Regions from separate parts of the Gossypium hirsutum genome. Here all the other regions are linked to region 2. The links are chromatin contacts, called in public Hi-C maps. All regions are on one chromosome and are shown on one strand. Each heading gives the region's core, a stretch centred on a gene start, on an enhancer-like site or on the middle of the called end of the contact. The rest is flanking DNA. Distances are from core to core; before and after follow the strand shown. Region 1 holds the start of LOC107886339. Region 2 holds the start of LOC107886349 (TIMELESS-interacting protein). Region 3 holds the start of LOC107887465 (phytosulfokine receptor 1). Region 4 holds the start of LOC107886342 (ADP-ribosylation factor GTPase-activating protein AGD2).

Region 1 (2,700 bases), core at 143-2,642, 430 kb after region 2:
TAACCAAAAAATATCAAAATAATAATGAAACTACTGTGTACTTTATTACATCAAAATATATTTTAATCTTCATTTAATGTTTTTCGAATCGAACTGATAGTTGAGTTGATTAGGTTATCGATTCTTCATTTGATTGGTATGTCTGGTTAAAATTAAATAAATTATTAAAATATTATAAAAATTTTAAAATGAAAATAATAAAATCATAAAAACTGGTTCAACTGCCGGTCAACCAATCCGATCTAGTTCAAGAGTCAATTGGTTTTTTCCTTGTTTTGAATCGTTGTATCGACTAATTCCCAGACTAATCAATTCGACCAACTGGTTTAATTTTTAAAGCACTACTTTTAACATTAACTCAAATAAAGTTTTAATTTTTAATTATATTTAAACGACTATTTTACTAAAAAACTACTATGTTAATATTTATTGAATTAAGTGAAAATGCATTAAATAAAAAACTAAAAATAAAAAAATTTGATTATGCTTTTATTGCATCAAAATTTATGCTATTATTTAAGTATGTAAAAGAGTTGGTGTTAGAGTTAACTAGAAATCAACTCAATTATGAAAAATACTAAAAAAATTAATCGTTTAAAATTAATAAATATTATTATAAAATGTTTTGTATTTTCATTGCTTTATATAAAATTTATATTAAAAAAAAGAGATAACATTTCTATCAAACATATTAAAATTTTAACTTTATCATTTTTATGAAAGTATGTTTAATAAAAGTTTTTTTTATAAGCAAGTTACCATATTTTTCTTATGATTCAATTGTTAAATAAATAATTTACAACAATATTTTTAATATTGAATTTTTCTTTGACCCACGTGATAATATAATAACATTTTGAAAACACGTTAAATAAAGCTTTCTAACCTGATAACATTTCAGCATGTCATAGCAATTGACAATACAAGATGGAAAGCAATTGAAATGTATTTAATATTCTTACACTAATGTATTTACATATTTAAATTTATATTTACTCACAATTTAGATTAACTTGTTTTATTTTAATTTCATATGTAATTATTAATTTCAAACCATATGTTTAATTATTTATTAAATGCTATTTTTTAACCACACATATATTATAAATATATTATTTCCACATGCATACATGTATGATGCAATTACTAATATATTTTAACCTTTTAACTTACACCCAAATAATGCATTAAAACATAAAAAATTAATACAACAAAAATATTATTTAAATATAATAAAAACAAAAAATAATGGAAAATAAGTCATAATTATTTGATATTTTAATGTATTTATTATTGAAATTTAGCATTTCATACATTATCAATAATTTTTTTAATTCTATAAAAAGAATTCAAATATTGGAGATATCATTTTTTAATATAATTTTTTAATTTTTTACTCACCTTAAAAAATATCACTTTATAAATTTATCTTATAAAGTTTAATATTTTTACTCATTGTTTTTCATTATAATAAAGCTTTTGATTGAGTTAATGTTACTTATAAACTTGGTCACTCAGTTGAGAAATGATCAAAAACCTATTTTTTTTAAAGAAAAAAATGTCGAATTCTCTCTGTGAAAATGTTGATCCTGGACTATCCACTGTGGAGGAGATGATCCCTAAGAAAGTTAGATTCAGAGACAAGGAGAAAGCAACGAGTAATGACATGCTGATCGAGTTGCCTCTAGATCAACCTACTTCTTGGAGAGACATGCTCGTCAGCCAATCTTCAAAGGGTGATTCCAATGTGGATGGGAAGGAAGTTATTGATTTTTTGGAAGGGGACATTCAGAAATCCGTTGTGAATGGCATGCCTTCAATTACTTTTTCGGACCAAATTCATCAAATCCTTATTCAGGGTATGAATAATAATGTGATCTTAAAACTCCTAGGTCGTAACATTGGTTTTTTGATTTTGCAGAACAAAATTTACAGCATATGGAGACCTTCAGGCCCTATTCACATGATGGACATTGAAAACGACTATTTTCTAGTCAAATTCCATAACAAATTGGATTGTGATAAGGCTCTCTCTGAAGGATCGTGGACTATTTTCGGCCAATATTTGACTGTTCAGCCTTGGACGAGGGCTTTTGACTCTACACAGGCTTACCCAAGTGTAGTAGTGGCATGGATTAGACTCCCTGCTCTTCCTAGTTATTTATATAACCGTAAAATCATTACTGAAATTGGAGAATTGGTGGGCAAAGTGGTCAAGTTAGATATGAATACTGATAGCAGGACGAGGGGGTTGTTCGCTAGAATGGCGGTATACGTCAACTTAGAAAAGCCGTTGGTGTCTCAAATCTTGGTAAATGGCCGAACACAAATGGTAGAATATGAGTCCCTTTCTACTATCTATTTTCATTGTGGAAGGTATGGACATGTGGAAAACATGTGTAACTTCAAAATTCCAGAATCTACGGTGGTGGTAAACATGGACTAGCATGAGATAGTACCAGAATTTCAAAAATCGAACGTTGAAGGATCAGAAAAGAAAGATGGCAACTATGGGCCGTGGATGATTGTAGAAAGGAAATCAAGGCGCAAAGTAAGGGATAATCCGTAGAAATTAACCGAAATTCAGGAGAAGGAGAAGGTAGGCTCCCGATTCAGTGGCCTTGCTAACGGGGATTTGACTAATGAATTTTAGGATAGGGAATTGGCAGATTTGCGGAGGTCTAAAGGGAAAGAATTATT
Region 2 (2,700 bases), core at 57-2,556:
CGACCTAAATTTAAAGGACTTCCAATTTTGTTTATCCCTCTTCTCAAGGCAAAGAAAGAGAGGCTTATGATCAGACCCAATAGCAATGTCAGAAGATGCTAAACAGTTCGGGAACCAATTACACCATCGAGCATTACATAGGATTCTGTCGATTTTCTCTGACGAATCCTTTATTGTCCCTATTGTTGGCCCAAGTAAACTCCCCTCCCTGAACCGGTAGATCAAACAAATTACATCCAGAGATAAATTTATTAAACTCCCAAGCTCTTGACACATCAATCGGATTACCTCCTTGCTTTTCATAGTTAAAACGTACGTCGTTAAAATCTCCTATACAGCACCATGCTTTATTGCACCAGTGATTAAGCTTTTTAATAGCTTCCCAAACTTCCAATTTACCCTTAACATAGGGATGTCCGTACACAAAGGAACCTTTTTCCGTTTCAACAGTTGTATCAAAGAAATTCTTAGTAGCTACATAGACATGCAGATTCACATTTTATCGCCACCACAAAGAGAGACCTCCTGCAGTCCCCGTTGGATCAACATACTTTGAGTAAACATAGCCCAATCTGTTCCTGAGTTTTTCCAGTTTTGAGCCCCTCTGTTTAGTCTCACTAAGAAATATAATGTCGGGATTATGTTTTTGATAAACATCCCTTAAAGCCCTAACAGAGTGTTGTTGGCCTAAACCTCTACAGTTCCAAGCCACAATATTCATAATAAGCAAACAATAATGCAAAGAAAACCAATCATAAAGCAACAATCCATCAACCCTGAGTCATCTTTCAATGAAGAAGTGAAATAACCAAACCAAAATCAAATCATAGAAAAAGAAAGAGCAACAATAAAAGTGGATCCAAGGGAAGACTTGAACCTGACAGAAAAGCTGAAAAAGGAGCTCACTGAAGAGAAGACCCCTCACAACAGAAACAACCAAAAAAGCTCCCAAACCGAGCCAATCGAAGAATCCAGTGAGACCCAACTCTCAGAACCCCACCAGCAATGAAAAGAAAGAAACACCAGCAGCCTGAAAACCCCAGCTGAAAGGAAGCAACTAGCAGCGAGCAAACACAGAAAAAAGAATTTCCGGAGGGAACCCAAACGCTCCGACAAAATCCCGAGATAAAACGGAGAAAAACCAGCGAACAAGAGTTGAATCGAGACAGCGCCGAGAAGGACCTTTTCTCGCACTTCGGCTTCAAGAACCATAGATCAAACAAGAAATTTCGACAGAAACCCACAAGTTTCGACGAAATCTTGAGACAAACAGAGAAAAATGGGCGATCACTATTTATTTGCTCTTTTTGTATGTGGCGGGAGATATTGTAGGGAAAACCTTTTTCTTACTAACTTATCTCTTAGATATTAGAAAAAAAAGAGGACCGAATTTAAAGATAAGTTTATTAGAAACTGGTGGATTTGGGCCGAAATAAAAAATGCTAATATTTTTTTCCCTCCAATATCTTCCGCCATATACAAAAGGAGCAAATAAATAGTAAACGTAGTAAGAGAAGAACCTAAACACCTGAGAGAAGTGCGAAATGGAGAATCCAAAATCAGCGCCGACGGGTTGCTACAAATGCGGAAAGACAGGCCACTGGTCCCATGACTGCCCCGAGGCCCTCAAATCCGATCATCCCAATCCCGGAAAACCCGGATCCGGTATCCCAAATCCCGTCGGAAAAGGCTGCTACAAGTGCGGAAGACCCGGTCACTGGGCTCGTGACTGCCCCGATCAACCCAATCTCAACGCTTCCTCTGCCGCCTCCGCCGCCCTCAGCTATACTCCCAATCAGCTCCCTAGACCCGAAAAGCCCAAGAAAGTATCCAAAAGCAGAACCCGACCCAAGCTCACACCTGAACTTCTCCTCTCCGATGATGGTATCGGTTACATCCTTCGCCACTTCCCTCGGGCTTTTAGGGACCGCGGTCGCAGTCACGAGGTAGATTACTAGATTTATCTTCTTTCTCTTAACTTCATATGATTGTTCTTCTTTTACCTTTTTTTGGGTGATTTAATTAAGCTTTAAAGTTTTTTGCTTTTAGGCCAGTGATTTGAGAAACTTAATTGGGTTGTACAGAGAGTGGCACAAGTATTTGCTCCCTTATTACTCCTTTGATCAGTTTGTACATAAAGTGGATAAAGTTGCTTCTTCCAAACGTGTTAAGGTAACTCATTCAACCCTTAATTTGCAGTGTTCAATGACTTTTTACTGAATTTAGGGTAAAGTAGTTTTTGTTTCAGGGGAGTAGCCTGCAAGACATTACGCGATTGACTACCTCTTACTCGTAGCTTTGGGTTATTCTGATATTATCTTTTGAGACTCTAAAATTTAAATGTACATAACGAGACGAGGTTTAATGTTTAACCATTGAATTTCACGTATTGTATTAGCTATTTAGCTTTGTTTGAGATTGTTCGTGTTGATCTGGACTCCATAGATGTTCTTTGTTTCCCTAAAATACAGGCAGCTTTGATGACAGTAAATTTAAATCCCTTTACGTGCCGGTGAATTTGCTTTAGCATCTTCATGATATGGACAGCTGAGTAAATTCTGGGTATACATAAGCATAATTCGTTTGTTGCATATATCTTGTCAGAACTGTGTTAGAGACTTAAGAGAGCGAGTTGCTAGAGGAGGGGATCCTACAAAATTGCATGAAAGTCCAGATGAATTTAATGGCCCCAGCGATGGG
Region 3 (2,700 bases), core at 180-2,679, 400 kb before region 2:
TATTGCGGGCAAGGTTGACATCTTGCAATTGTCTGCATAAGGGAAGATTATCAGGCACAGGCCCAGTGAACTTATTGGTAGCCAAATCCAGAGAATTCAAAGTAACCATAGCAGAGCAATTAAGATATATAGAACCCTCCAATGAATTATTCCTCAAATTCAGCAAACTAACGGTTGGAGAATTGGACAGTGAACTGGGAATTCCACCACTAAAGTTATTTGAATTTGCTATAAGATACTGAAATCTCTTTAGCTCACTAAACACATCCGGGATCTCTCCAGAAAAATTATTTGAAGAAATATCTAAACGAACAAGATTAGAGAGATTAGCAATACCAGGACTAAGTTTCCCACCCAAGTTGTTATCTTGAAGCCCCAGACGTCTCAAATTTTGAAGCTCAAAGATGTCTTCAGTCACCACACCAGTGAGTTGATTTGTGCCAAGATACAGTTCCTCCAAGGAAGAACATTTTCCAAGCCCTGGTGAAATATTACCAGAGAAATAGTTCACTGCCAAACTAAGGAACCCAATTCCAGTGGAGTTAACACATATATGGGAAGGAAGGGAACCCTTCAAGGAATTGGCAGAGATGTTAAGACTTCGAATTGAAGGCAGATTGATGCTTTCTGGGATTAGTCCAGAGAAGTCATTATAGCTCAAGTCAAGTTGCTCTAAATTCGGCATATGAAACAAAGAAAGTGGCAATGAATCTTTAAGGAAATTGTGGGAAAGATTGAGAGTTTTAAGCTGATCCAAACCATACAAAGAATCAGATAATTTGCCTGATAACCTTTTATTGGGCAGTTCCAACTTGATTACTCTACCAGCAGATGGAGGATCACAGGTTATGCCTTCCCAGTCACAACAATCAGCAGAGGAATTTGTCGTCCAACCTTCAAGTGTTTTTGTCAAATTGCCCATGAAATACCGGAGAGCAGTCCAGTCCTTTTGATTGCATGTCAGGTTTTGAGAGCTGAGAAACTGAGGTTGCAACAACAACCCAAGAATAATAACCATAGCCCAGCAGCCTTGAGCCCCCATATCAACAATAAGAGAGCAGCTTTGTATGCTGAGGACGAGAAACAAGCAAACCCCTTTAACCAAAGAAGAATTTTTCCGATGTGGCTTGTGAGATTTGGGGGTCGAGAGAGGGTGAAAGCTCAAAACAGAAGAGATGAGATGAAGGGAAAGGGAAAGGGAAAGGGAAAGGAAGAGCAAAATGGTGGCTTTGACTTCAACACGGATTTGGCCATACCACAGATTTCAATTGTCAAATGAGTGAAATTGAGAGGTGCTTTGCCTTTGGTTTTGCTTCTCTATTCTCATATTGGGGGATTTTTTTATTTATTTAGACTTTAGAGGTTGCTTTGCGCCATTAAAGCCGTTGGCATATGGAAAGCACACAACTATCCGATGGGTTAACCGGTAAACTGTTGGTATCACTGGCGATGGCCGGTCAGCTCACAGATGTGTGCTTTCCATATGCCATTTGACTACTTATTTTTTTATTACAATTTAGTCTGACTTTTTGAATTTCTAAATTAATCAGCTATATTTTTATGATTCAAAATTTAAATAAAAAAAACTAAAGGGAAATAATGAATTCTCTTTGATGTTTAATGTGGATATATCCCTATTATATGTGTGAATATTAATATTTTACTTGTACAATACAAAAAAAAATATTATTGAAAAAATTTCCCTTATACTCTGACAAATTAGGATAAGAACAAAATTAAACCTAAAGCAGCCTAATTAAAGGGCAGCAAAGTTTGGTAATCACTAATGACATTTATTAGGGAAATAGCCTAAATGCCTCCCAAGAAAACAATATATAGGATGAGAAAATTTCCATGTAAAAAATATGCTTAAATGAAAAATTGTTAAGTTATTTCAATTGTAGGTCTTTTCCTCATAAATTACATTTAAACTATCAACTTCATCTTATTTTACTCTAAAACATAATATTATTTAATAAAAATGTAACACATGATATATTTTTATTAAATGTTGTACACTTTTTATGGTAAAATAAGATGGAATTTATATTTTATGTATTATTTTTACCTCCAATAAAATTTTAGGTGCCTAATGAGAAATGTGATATAATTTGGGAACAATTGTATAGTTAGCTTAAAAATATAATTATTAAAAATTTATATAAAAATTAAAGATTATACTATTTAGATAATTTCCCAAGTTTTAATGCATTCTTGTTTTGGTCACAATTTCGTTGTTGTTAATTTAGTCACTTTAGTTAGATTAATTGTAATTTTTAATCTCTCCACGTTAAAATATCTTTGGCCAACACATGAAATATTAATATGGCTAGACATAATAACAAAGTTAGCTTTTAATATTTTCTATCAATTTGTTCCTAATTCTAAAAATTTAATAAAATTAACCCACAATGTTTACACATTATATCAATTCAATCCTAATTTTAGAAAATCATAAAATTTTAATTAAAAATACATAAAAGTTTCAAAATTAAAAATATTTAAAAAATACATAAATAAAACAAATAAAAATAAAAAAATTTTAATTTTCATTAACTAAAAAGTTACATTAAAAATAAAGCTTTGTTTATTTTCGAGTTTGATTTTGATTGTTGGAGCCTGCCTGCGGTTTCCTTTTAGAAATTGATAGTGGAGTTTGATTTGGCAACAGGTCCAAGTCGCAGGCGTGAGTTAATTGTT
Region 4 (2,700 bases), core at 52-2,551, 310 kb after region 2:
TTTTTGTAAGGTTCGTAATATGTCTGAAAGGTCTGGTAATGCTCCGTAACCCTGTTCTGGTAACAGTTTAGGATTAGAGGGTGTTACATTTTTTAATATTATTTTCTTGTTATTTTCTTCTTATTTTACTACCATTTTACTATTATGTTGCTATTATTTTGTTGTTATTGTTTGGATATTATATAAAACTTATTTTATTGTTAATTTTGTTATTATTTTAAAGACATTTGTTAATTTTGTTATTATTTTAGAGACATTTGCTTATTAAGTTGCATCTATCTTAGTATTATTTAAGTATAAATATTTTTTAAAATTTATTTTCAATTTGTTGGGAGATATTTATTTTGATATTTTTAGTAGTTTTGATGTATTATATATATTTTAAAATTATATAAAAATAATATAAAAATTAATATGGGCGGGCCGAGTAGGGCTCGGGTTTTAACATTTTTATCCGGGTCGGGTTTGGAAAAAATTTTAGACTCGTTTTTTGGGCCGGGCTAGTCCCGAGCTTAGAAAATGGGTCTAAATTTTTAGTCAAACCCGGCCCGGCCCATGCTCACCTCTAATTGTGTTTAAATATTTAAATTTTTTTAGCTTTTTTTTTGGGTGAAATGTTTAACTAATATTAAGTTATGCTATTAGTATCTATACTTTGTGAAATTGTGGATTTAATTATTATACTTTAATTTGGTTAATTTTAGTCCTTAAAATTTTCAAATTTGTCAATTTTAGTCCTTATACTTTTTGAATTTTAAAAATTTAGTCCAATCCCAAACAAAAGTAGTTAAATTTGCTTGGTTAAATTCAATTACTAGTCTTGTAATATATGTACAATTATAGATTTAGTTTATATTCTCCAATTGAATCATTCTAAGGTCCTATATTTTTCAAATGTTAAAATTTCAGTCTTGATGTTAAATGGCTATTGTTAATCCATTAACTAAATTTTTAGTGAGTAATATGTTTACCCCATTAAAATTTGAAAATAACAAAACTTAATGAATATAATTTCTATCATTTGATGAGGACTGAAATTTTAAAATCTAAAAAGTACATGAACTAAAATATCAAATTAAAGTACAAAAATTAAATATACAACTTTGACAAATAGCAGGAGTTAACATTTAATTAAGCACTGCTTAATAACACACCACCCTGTTTCCAACGGTCTTCGTAATTCAACGGGCCGTAGACTCAATCAAATATAGGCTCATTTTGTATTTACCTTTTTTTAAAGGCTCAAACTCACTGAGCCCATATAAGCCCCTGGCTCGCCCGCGAACCTAGTTAGTTGGCGTAGATTTTCAGTTCGTGGCGCGCTTCCAATAATAGATCTTTCTTTAAATAAACAAATAAATCAGCTTCATCTGGCACGGTCTCTATTACTTTCATTTTGGATCCGAGACACAGACCCTGCGATCTTTTGAGATTGAATTTTGAAAGATAAAGAAGAAGAAAAAAAAAAAGCAAATTAGCAATGTCGGCCTTTCTCAAGCTTGAAGATTCACCTATGTTTCAAAAGCAGGTAACTCCGAAGTTCTCCACATTTTGCCTATTCTACATTTGTGTTTTCAGAATTAAGGTTTTATTTTTTTATAATTTCGTTTGATTGCTTAGCCAATGAATAACTGAAAAGTTTTTTTTTCCCTTTTTGAATCGAATTGTGAACAATGGTTACCGTTTCATTTGAATATAAAATTTTCTATTTTCTTTTCTTTTTTACCGAACAGTGAAGAATCAAAATTCGCTTGAATCTTATTTCCAAAAATAATTGGTATTGGTTAAAGTAATGGCTTATTTTTATATTTCTTTTCGGTTATAACTATTTTTCCTTAATTGACGAAAAACTGATTCTAATCTTTTTCGTTGATGGAACAGATATGGTCTTTGGAGCACATGGCTGACGATTTGAAAAATCGCTGTCAAATACTGTATAAAGGAAGCAAAAGGTTTATGTATGTATCTTTCTATTTCTAAATTCGCTAATTCTTTTTACTCATACCGTAAATGCTGGATTCAATTCTTTTGCCTTGTTCCCCGAACATCTGTCATATGACTTTGAATTTGTCCTCTCTCCCCTGCTATGACATAATTCCACTGCAATAATGAATAGGATATGATTAAGTTAATTTCCCAAGACCCAATAAAAGAAGGAAGAGAACAAGTGCTCTCTTTAGTGACTTGAGTTGTAAAATACAAAAAGAATTATTGAAGATACATCTCACTCTGAATCTCTCTCTCCCTCTCTTTTTCTCCATATATACATGTTTATTTATTTTGCTCCATCTCTATTCCTTTTGCAGGGCAGCCCTTGGAGAGGCATATAATGGAGACAATAGCTTTGCTGATTCTTTAGAAGCATTTGGTGGTGCGAAGGATGAACCTTATAGTTTATCTATAGGAGGTTTCCAAGGTGTCGTCTTATTTAGACCTCTTTTAACTACAAAACCCGTCTTACTAGTTATTGTTAACAATTTTGATTAGGTTTAAAGTTTTGGTTCTCGTGTTGCAACTTGCAAGCTTTGTCAATTACTGGGGATGAAACATATAACAGATGTGCATTTAACTCCGTGCGCATATGCGTTTCTGACTGTTGATTACTTTCTCAAGCAAATTCCTGTTTACAGTCAATGGCAGAAGGCCATAAACTAAATGTGCATTTTGCCTCTTTGCAGAACAAATGCTATCAATTGGCAA

Evidence for each region. A called contact is a pair of places that touch in the nucleus more often than the background predicts.
Region 1: a Hi-C map of leaf shows a contact between it and region 2, with 2.0 times the contacts expected there. The contact joins the promoter of LOC107886339 here to the promoter of LOC107886349 in region 2. A contact is called at or near these places in 3 of 34 Hi-C or Micro-C datasets (callus and leaf).
Region 3: a contact with region 2 is called in a Hi-C map of leaf, with 4 times the contacts expected there. The contact joins the promoter of LOC107887465 here to the promoter of LOC107886349 in region 2. A contact is called at or near these places in 19 of 34 Hi-C or Micro-C datasets (anther, callus, fibers and 4 more).
Region 4: a Hi-C map of leaf shows a contact between it and region 2, with 2.1 times the contacts expected there. The contact joins the promoter of LOC107886342 here to the promoter of LOC107886349 in region 2. A contact is called at or near these places in 3 of 34 Hi-C or Micro-C datasets (all in leaf).

What each region holds. Positions count from the first base shown.
Region 1 is chrA03:73,395,978-73,398,677 of Gossypium_hirsutum_v2.1, forward strand. It overlaps LOC107886339, which reads left to right and starts at 1,393. Exons shown (of 2, transcript XM_016810247.2): 1 at 1,393-2,700. The coding sequence starts at 1,526. The coding sequence ends at 2,446.
Region 2 is chrA03:72,969,489-72,972,188 of Gossypium_hirsutum_v2.1, forward strand. LOC107886349 (TIMELESS-interacting protein) reads left to right here and starts at 1,307. Exons shown (of 5, transcript XM_016810270.2): 1 at 1,307-1,946; 2 at 2,050-2,172; 3 at 2,605-2,700. The coding sequence starts at 1,545. LOC107886351 (a long non-coding RNA gene) reads right to left here and starts at 1,363. Exons shown (of 2, transcript XR_001680735.2): 1 at 878-1,363; 2 at 1-695.
Region 3 is chrA03:72,574,191-72,576,890 of Gossypium_hirsutum_v2.1, forward strand. LOC107887465 (phytosulfokine receptor 1) reads right to left here and starts at 1,430. Exons shown (of 1, transcript XM_016811728.2): 1 at 1-1,430. The coding sequence starts at 1,042.
Region 4 is chrA03:73,276,727-73,279,426 of Gossypium_hirsutum_v2.1, forward strand. It overlaps LOC107886342 (ADP-ribosylation factor GTPase-activating protein AGD2), which reads left to right and starts at 1,302. Exons shown (of 18, transcript XM_016810255.2): 1 at 1,302-1,528; 2 at 1,882-1,958; 3 at 2,307-2,416. The coding sequence starts at 1,481.